Regions from separate parts of the Sus scrofa genome. Here regions 1 and 2 are each linked to region 3. The links are chromatin contacts, called in public HiChIP or PLAC-seq and promoter capture Hi-C maps. All regions are on one chromosome and are shown on one strand. Each heading gives the region's core, a stretch centred on a gene start, on an enhancer-like site or on the middle of the called end of the contact. The rest is flanking DNA. Distances are from core to core; before and after follow the strand shown. Region 1 holds the start of NRDC (nardilysin). Region 2 holds the start of SELRC1 (Sel1 repeat containing 1). Region 3 holds the start of PRPF38A (a long non-coding RNA gene).

What was found. Promoter capture Hi-C pulls out the DNA fragments that hold promoters and counts their contacts. HiChIP or PLAC-seq counts read pairs in DNA pulled down with a chosen protein or histone mark.
Region 1: a contact with region 3 is called in an H3K27ac HiChIP or PLAC-seq map of alveolar macrophages. The contact joins the promoter of NRDC here to the promoter of PRPF38A in region 3. A contact is called at or near these places in 1 of 5 promoter capture datasets (liver), 6 of 47 Hi-C or Micro-C datasets (embryonic fibroblasts, heart right ventricle, liver and 2 more) and 2 of 2 datasets of contacts at active chromatin or transcription factors (alveolar macrophages and skeletal muscle).
Region 2: a contact with region 3 is called in a promoter capture Hi-C map of fetal liver, with 3 times the contacts expected there. The contact joins the promoter of SELRC1 here to the promoter of PRPF38A in region 3. A contact is called at or near these places in 3 of 5 promoter capture datasets (fetal liver, fetal skeletal muscle and liver) and 5 of 47 Hi-C or Micro-C datasets (alveolar macrophages, embryonic fibroblasts, fibroblasts and 2 more).

Annotation. Positions count from the first base shown.
Region 1 is chr6:160,297,686-160,300,385 of Sscrofa11.1, forward strand. NRDC (nardilysin) reads left to right here and starts at 1,416. Exons shown (of 31, transcript XM_003127978.6): 1 at 1,416-1,969. The coding sequence starts at 1,626.
Region 2 is chr6:159,510,554-159,513,253 of Sscrofa11.1, forward strand. SELRC1 (Sel1 repeat containing 1) reads left to right here and starts at 1,309. Exons shown (of 4, transcript NM_001243594.1): 1 at 1,309-1,486. The coding sequence starts at 1,381.
Region 3 is chr6:159,817,872-159,820,571 of Sscrofa11.1, forward strand. It overlaps PRPF38A (a long non-coding RNA gene), which reads right to left and starts at 1,381. Exons shown (of 10, transcript XR_002345201.1): 1 at 1,039-1,381. ORC1 (origin recognition complex subunit 1) reads left to right here and starts at 1,431. Exons shown (of 17, transcript XM_005665420.3): 1 at 1,431-1,758.

The sequences.
Region 1 (2,700 bases), core at 166-2,665, 480 kb after region 3:
GTTGGGTTCGTTACTGCTGAGCCACTATAGGAACTCCAGATTTTACCATTTCTTTTCTGATTCCTTGGGCTTCTCCTTCCCAACTCTTTATTTTCCTATCCATCATCATTTCTTGTCTTAGCATTCCCACCTCCGCCCTTTTTGCCTTTTTAGGGCTGCACCCACGGAGGTTTCCAGGCTACAGGTCGAATTGAAACTGTAGCTGCGGGCCTACACCAGAGCCACAGCAACACCAGATCCCAGCCATATCTGAGACCTACACCACAGCTCACAGCAACAGTGGATCCTTAACCCACTGAGCAAGGCCAGGGAGTGAACCTGCGTCCTCATGGATACTAGTCAGATTCCGTTTCCCCTGAGCCATGAAGGGAACTCCCTTAGCATTCACTTTTTAAAAATTATTTTATTCTGTTTCTCCCCATTTGAATGCATGCTCCAAGAAGGCAACAAATTTTGTTTTGTTCATGATTGTCTTCCCTATATCTGGAGCTGGGGAGGCCTAGAAAAATGTAAAGACCTAAAACAATCATCAAGATATCTCTGCTTCAAGTGCTTCTGCATTCACCATGTTTCTTCCTTTTGTGTGCTACAACTGCTTATGCCAAGGTTAGTAAATCACACACCTAGTACCACATCAGTTGCTTTTTATTTTCCAAGTACGTCTGTTTCAATCACATCTTGCCCACCAACGGCCACTGAAGGCAGGAAAAAACCTTGGGGAAACGGACTTAAGGGACAGGAGGTGGCTGCTCAGCGAAAGTTGGCTAACACTAACTGTGGACTCTAGTCTCTGGGGGAAGCTCAAAATGTTTTCGCATAGAAGAGTGAACACATTTACACCGGTCTTTTAAACACTTAGGCGAAGTGCACGACGGTCTAGCAAGCTGTAAGGAGGAGAAGCACGGCGGCTATTTCTCCGGTTCCGCTCAGCTCCACTCCCACGCAGCTTCCATCCGGCTGCAGAAAAACACTTCCGGCGTTCTGCTTTTTACGTGCCGAGTCACGGCCAAAACTCCACCCAGGTCTGAGGGGCATGATACGCAAAATACGACATGAGTGAGGGGAGGGGAAGCCTGGAAATTAATTTTCTCCACTCGCTTAGCGGTTTTCTCATCCGGGGAATATTTCTCTCGGAGCGGTGGAGCACTATTCAGCTGCTACCTCAAGCCACCTCCCCTCTTCCGTCATAAACGCTGCGCAGCCTCCCAGGCGCCGTTCTCCCGTCGTCCTCCGCGTCCCTCTCTCCGCCTCTTTTCTCTCGCCCCGCCCACTCCGTGTCCCGAAGAGCTCTCTGCGTGCTGCGAGATGCCGGCCCGGTCTCTTTGGTTCTTTTTTATTCCTTGTTCCCATTGGTTGATCACATGCACATGACTTCTATCTTGCCTTGTTATTGGCTAAAGTCAGTTGCGTCATCGACGGCGGGAGGGTGGGGGGGATGAGGGAAGTTGGCTTGGGGGAGACCGGATTGGGGGAGGGGTTCAGGCCTGTCCTCCCCGGCGGCTGCGGCAGCACCAGCGCCGGCCGCCACCGCCTCTGGAACGCGGAGGAGGAGGAGCGGCTGGAGAAGTAGGAGGAGGAGGAGGGCCCTAGGGAGCGGGATGCCCATTACTCCGGCTTGGTGGTGAATGTTGAGGAGAGTCACGGTTGCTGCAGTCAGTGCCACCGGGAGGAAGTTGTGGTGTGAGGCCGGGCGGGAGCTCGCGGCGCTGTGGAGAGTAGAAGCGCGGGGTCGGTGCGAAGACTCCGCGGCTGCCAGACCCTTTCCTACTCTGACCATGCCTGGAAGGAACAAGGCGAAGTCTACCTGCAGCTGCCCTGACCTGCAGCCCAATGGACAGGATTTGGGCGAGAGCGGCCGGGTTGCCCGTCTGGGAGCCGACGAATCTGAGGAGGAGGGACGGAGGGTGCCTGTCAGTAATGCCGGAGACCCTGAGATCGTCAAGTCTCCCAGCGACCCCAAGCAATACCGGTGAGGGAGGAGGCTTAGACCAGGGAGGAAAGCAGGGCGAGGGCCTCAGAGTGGCCGCTGTGGTCTCTTCTTGTCTCCGAATCTTCCGAAGGAGCACCAGGGGCACATTCCCAGCCCCAAAGCTTCCTTGGATGGAGGTGTCAAGAGCAGTTAGAGGCTTCCGTGATGTGTGAGCTGGACGAGGGGGAAAACTTGGGTTCCACAAGGAATCTGGATGTCAGAATGGGCAGGGTTGTTGGAATAATTTTGATACTCGCTAAAGCAAGAATGGAGGTTTCTCTGAGGAAAGCAGGCTGGATGGGCGGGGGGTGGGGTGGGGTATTGGTATTATGAGGAAAGGTTCAAGGAGCTGGAGATTTTAATTTTGGAGGGGATATTTAAGGGAAATACTATCATTATCCACAAACATTCCAGGTGCCCGTAGATGAAAGAGGGGTAAAACTAATGGGTGGAAGTTACTGGAGGGTCATGTGGCTTCAGTAAAAGAACTTAGGCATCAGAGTTGGCCTGAAATGAAGTGACTTACTTCCATGGTTTTTTTCTCAATGCTCGAATGGTTGGGTGACATCTTCCAAGAATATATTAGAGAGGGCTTGAGTCTCAGTTGGGTGAATCATAGAAGATTTGTAAGGTTTCCTCTCATCCCGCAATTCTCAACTTTTGGTTTGTATCATAATCCTCTAAACATCTCTAATATCTGGAGGCTCAATCCCCACCTGAGTATATTCTTC
Region 2 (2,700 bases), core at 59-2,558, 310 kb before region 3:
GATCTCAAAATCAAAGGTTGGGGCTTCTCTATATGAGAGATGTATTAAAGGATCTCCCAAGGTGATCAGGTGTCTAAGAAACCACTAGTAAATGTGGAATGACAACTGGAATGTGTTATCCTATGAAAGATGTGTTATGGACTTGAGTGTAAAATCATTTAAATCTTTAAAATAAAACTGGAATTTCGAAGACGTTTCCCAGGTTCAGCAAGCTACTCTCTAACAAGGACGTGGTTGGAAGTGGTCCATTCTCTGACGCCCTTAAGGATAGGTTAATAGTGGAGCCATTTGGAAGCAATGCTAGAGGTGCTGGGAAACCAAGGACTTGAGCTCCCCTCAGGGACATAGGCGAGGGCTGGCTGGGACTCAAAGAGAAATAGGAACTGACTGTCTTTGGAGAGCGTTCAGTCTAGGCTTTATGGAACTGATGATTCTAAGAAGAAAAAGCAAAAACCAGCTGAAATTCCTCTTTTCTTTCCCATATCCTTGACTTTTCCTTTTGTACTTCATTCTTTTATTCAAAAAATATTCATTGCACAGCAAATTTCGTATTTCCTGTGTGACCTTTGGACAATTTACTCTCTGTACCTCAGTTTCTTTCCTCATCAGCAGAATGGGGGGAATAACTCCTACCCACAATGAGTGCCTTCATGAGAATTAAATGAGGAAGCTCTTCAAATAGAATCTGAAACAAAGTTTAGCCCTGTTTAAGCATTAGCTATTATAACAGTATTATTACTGCTACTGTGATCCGGCTATCATCTTCCACAGCCATTCATTCCTTGGGTCACTCATGTTGGAGGCAGAAGGTGGGAATGGGAGGAAAAGAGAGATGAATCAGACTTTTCACTGCACTTGCAGCGACTTAAGAATATTGGTTTGTCCAGCTACAGCTGGCCCATAATGGGTGCTCAAAATACTTGCTGAATGGATAAACAAAAGCTTTCCTTCTAAACTGCAAGCCCTTTAATGGCAGGACCCATACTTCCTCGCTGTTGTATTACTAGCACCAAGCACTTGGTGAGGCATATGGTAGGCGCCTAGGCAACACCGAATTAACGAAAGAGCGGACAGATGGAGAGATAAATGACCAGAAGCGGAGAAGCATTAAAGCCACAAGACTGGCACAGTAAAGTGCTACAGAAAGACTGCTACCAGACCTGAGGAAAAGGTGAGACAGCCAAAGCCTAACAGCCAGAGAGCAGAGGAAAAGCTCAAGCTCCCGGCGCGCCGGGCTTTCAGGCCGCCGGAGGGAGCGGCGGACCTCGGCGGCAAGCCCCGCCCAAGCCCCGCCCCTCCGCCGCTCACGTGACCTGGGCGGGCGTACGGCGCGCGCCGGGGCAGAGCGGCGGGGTGATTTTGACTGACCGAGCGAGAGCCATGGCGGGCCTCGTGGACTTCCAGGACGAGGAGCAGGTGAAGTCCTTTCTGGAGAACATGGAGGTGGAGTGCAATTACCAGTGCTATCAGGAGAAGGACCCGGACGGTGAGCCCCGCCAGCACGGCCTAGGTTCACGTGGGGGCTCCGGACGCAGGGGCGGGAGTTGGACGGGTCACGTGAGGGATCTCTGAGGGGATCTGGAAGGGGTCACCGGCCGGGGACACGGGGTGTGTGGGACACAGACGGCCTTGTGGAGGGGCGGGGAGGGGTCGGTTGGCTTCCGCAAGGACTTGCTGGGCTCGCCGCGGGAGAATGCTCTGCCTGGAGGCCGGGCGGGAAGGAAAAGAAGCGTTTGGGCACGTGGAGGAGAGACCCTGGGGCTACGTCAGTGATCGGATAAAAAGCCGCGTCCTCAGGGAGCTTACATTCTAGTGGGGGTACTGGACAGTAAACACAGAGAAACACATGTGTAGCATATTAGAAATTAATAAGTGCAGTGGGAAAAGGAACTGGCTGAGAGGTACCAGAATTCAGGAAGGCAGTTTTAAATCGAGTGATTAGGGAGAATCATGAGAGTGACATTTGAACAAAGTGTAGAAGGTAAAGGAGATCCATGCCAGGCAGAGCTAGGCCCAATGAAAAGGCGCAGCGAGGTGAGTGTGCTCAGTGTGTTCTGGGAACATGAGTTGACTTCCCTGTGTGGGCGATGTGCAGGAGAGGTTGCCCAGAGCAGCCAGTACCTTTGGAGTGGTTTTCTTCTTCCTACTTTTTTTTGGGGGGAGGGGGGTGGCTCTTCTGTGGCACACCGAAGTTCCAGGGCCATGGGTTGTAACCAGAGCCACAGCGTGGCAGTGCTGGATCCTTAATCCACTGTGCCACCAGGGAACTCCTGCCTACTTTATTTTTATAAAAGAAAAAAAAAAAAAAAAAAGGCACTGGGCCTGTCTTCTAGTAGCTTGCAGTCTAGCTGCACGCTGTGGCATGAACCTGTAGTCCCAGGAGTTACTTGGGAGGCTGAGGCTGGAGGATCCCTTGAGCCCAGGAGTTCTGGGCTACAATGTGCCATGTGGATCAGATGTCCACACTAAGTTTGGGATCAATATGGTGACTTCCCAGGAATGGGAGACCACTGGGTTGCCTAAGGAGGAATGAACTGGCCCAGGTGGGACACAGAGCAGATCAAGACTCCCATGCTGATCAACAGCTTGGAGTCTAGCTTGAAGCTGACCAACTACACAGAGTTGCTCTGCAGTGTGATGGCTTAAATCTTAAGAAGCCAGGGTTGTTCAGTAAGGCTAGTTCATGTCCTAAGTGTAGAG
Region 3 (2,700 bases), core at 131-2,630:
TGGCAAAGCAGAAAGCATTGAAAACATAATTTAATTTAAAATGGGATCAGTATTTGAAAGATACGGAAATCAATGAAAATATATGACAAGGGAATGTAACCTAGTGTTGGGGGAAAAGGTCACGAGTTGCCTTTTGAAACATATTGAGTTGGCACGTTTTAGAATTAGATTCATATAAATTTGGGCTGAAGAGATCAATTTGAAGGCATCTATATGTAGGCTGTAACTGTGGTATGGAGATCATCTAAGGAAAAAACTATGGAATGAGAAAAGGCCCGCGGAGCAAACTTATTTGACTCCAAAATTTAATGGCAACTCATAAAAACAGTATGAATCTTCTGTGGACAAACTGGCAGGAGCGGTAACAACAGCACTGGAGTGGTTAACAGTGGTAACAATTAGCACCACCCCTACTAATTCCTGAGTACTTTCTATTAACATATACTGTAACCATACCAAACACTTTTTATACATTATTTCACTTAATCCTTAGAACAAACCTTCAACCTTTGAGGTGGATATTATTATGTTCCTCTTACAATGGTGGAACAGTGAACAAAAAAGGAGCCAGAATTCAACAAAGATCAGACTGCCTGGAAGGTTTCTCTGAAGAGCTTCTATTCATACCAGGACCGGAATGTGGAAATAGTGCAAACGGGCCAGATTTAGGGATAATAAGATCATGAATTTGGTTTCAGGCATATTCACGTTCCTTTAAGATCTTCAGGGTCCCTGAACTTTTAACACTGTTTGGAACCTAGCAAGATACCATTAAACATGGAATGACTCAAAGAACCAAACTGACACCCTTCAGAATAAAGGCCCTATCAGACCCATTTGGGTCCCCAAAGCCCAACACAAGACTAGGCACAGAGTGGGCACTCAGATTTTTCTGAAAGACTGAGATTCCCTCCAGTCCCACCCTCCGGGACCAGTCCCCCCCCACCCCGGGACCAGTCCCATTCGACAGGTTAGAACTGGGCCACGGGACGCCCAGGGCTGGTGGGGGAAGGGGGGGGTCGACGCGCTCTTGCTCACCCGTAAGGCCAAAGCACTCCTCCTTCCAATACTTGGACTCATAGATTCGAGTCCGAATGATCTTCTCCACCAGATACTGAGGGTTGGTGCCGTGGATGCTGTGCGCATCCTTTACCGTACGGTTCGCCATTTTAGAACCCCTTCGGTTCTACTTCCGTCGACTCCTTTAGTACGTCACATCCAGGTTAAAAAAAAGCAACAACAACCCGAGAGGGCCTGAGAAAGTTGGAGGAAGTCTCACTGAACAGCTTAGCCGATCCTCTTGAAACCGGAATCGCTTCTGCTTCAGGAACTTCCGTGAATCGCGTCGCGACCGAGGCCCAGGGCACGTTGGCGGAAGTACGTCACGCGTCCCCTCCCTAGATGGGCGGGGCCGGAGGGCAGGCTGCTGACGGAACGTGGAGACAGCCTAGGGGCGGGGCCTCGGCTTTTGGCGCGAATTTCCTTTTCCTCACCTTCTTTGGATTCCTAGCTAGGCGCCAGTTTCGGCTCTGTTGCACGACTGGCAGCTGCGAGAAGAGTCCAGCTGGGCAGTTTAGATTTGCTGCAACTCCATGAGCTCCTGAAGCGGAGACGGTGGGAAGCGTTAGGCTTGCGCCAGCTCGAGCAAGCTTCGGCCCCCGGTGAGTGTGGCGTCCCGCGGGCGGGAGAGTTCTCGGCGGACTCATTCAGACGTTGATCCATTCAGCAGATACTTCCTAAGCGCCTATTAAGTGCCAGGTACTGTTCTGAGCCCAGTAGGAGCATTTTTCTTTCCACCTTTGGATTTCTGAAGGCTCCCTTGCTCTGTCGGGGACTGCGAGTTTGCAGTGGGGAAGCCGGAAGCCAACAGCAGAGAAGCATGTACGCTCTTGTCCTCAGCACCCTGAGACCTAGTAATGACCTGAAACATATGAACCTTCTATCTGCATGGTATTCGCATCTTTTCCTCCTTTCGGCGGAGTGTAACAAGCACCACGGGGAAGGCGGAACAGCAGAAGTTATTATCCGATTTTACGGTGTAGCAGTTCGCAGAGAGATTTGTCTAAGTCCCTTTTCGTGACTAAGCGGCCTGAGTTCCTACCTAAGTCCCAGATGAGCTGCTCTTAACTGCTAGGCTCTCTCGTATCCACCTTCTTTCCAGGAGGAGAGTGCTATGGCCCCTGCTTTACTTTCTCTAGTCTAACCCCGGAATAAAAGGGCCTTCTATTTTTGACAGTTGAAAAAAGGATTGGACTTAAAAGTCATGAGATGCGAGATTCTTACCCTAGGCTACTAATCTGCAAAATTGTAATGATTAGATATGTCAGTTTTCGATTTTAATTTTCTATAAAACTGATACCCTCTTCCCTGCTGTATTGGGTGCTTGAGATGGCCATTGGAGGTTTCTGATGTTAGATTTTGTTTATCAAGTCCCTCTGCAACAGTTTTTAATGTAACAAAGGGCAATATGTGGACTTTAGAAGATTTATTAATTCCCTGAAATTGAATGCAGAATGTTGTTTGAATTGTATATATTTCATAACATTCAAATAATTTTTTAAAATAAAGAAAGGAGGAATTCCCGTCATGGCACAGTGGAAATGAATCCAACTAAGAACCATGAAGTTGCAGTTCGATCCCTCGCCTTGTTCAGTGGGTTAAGGATCCGGAGTTGCCTTGAGCTGTGGTGTAGGTGTAGGT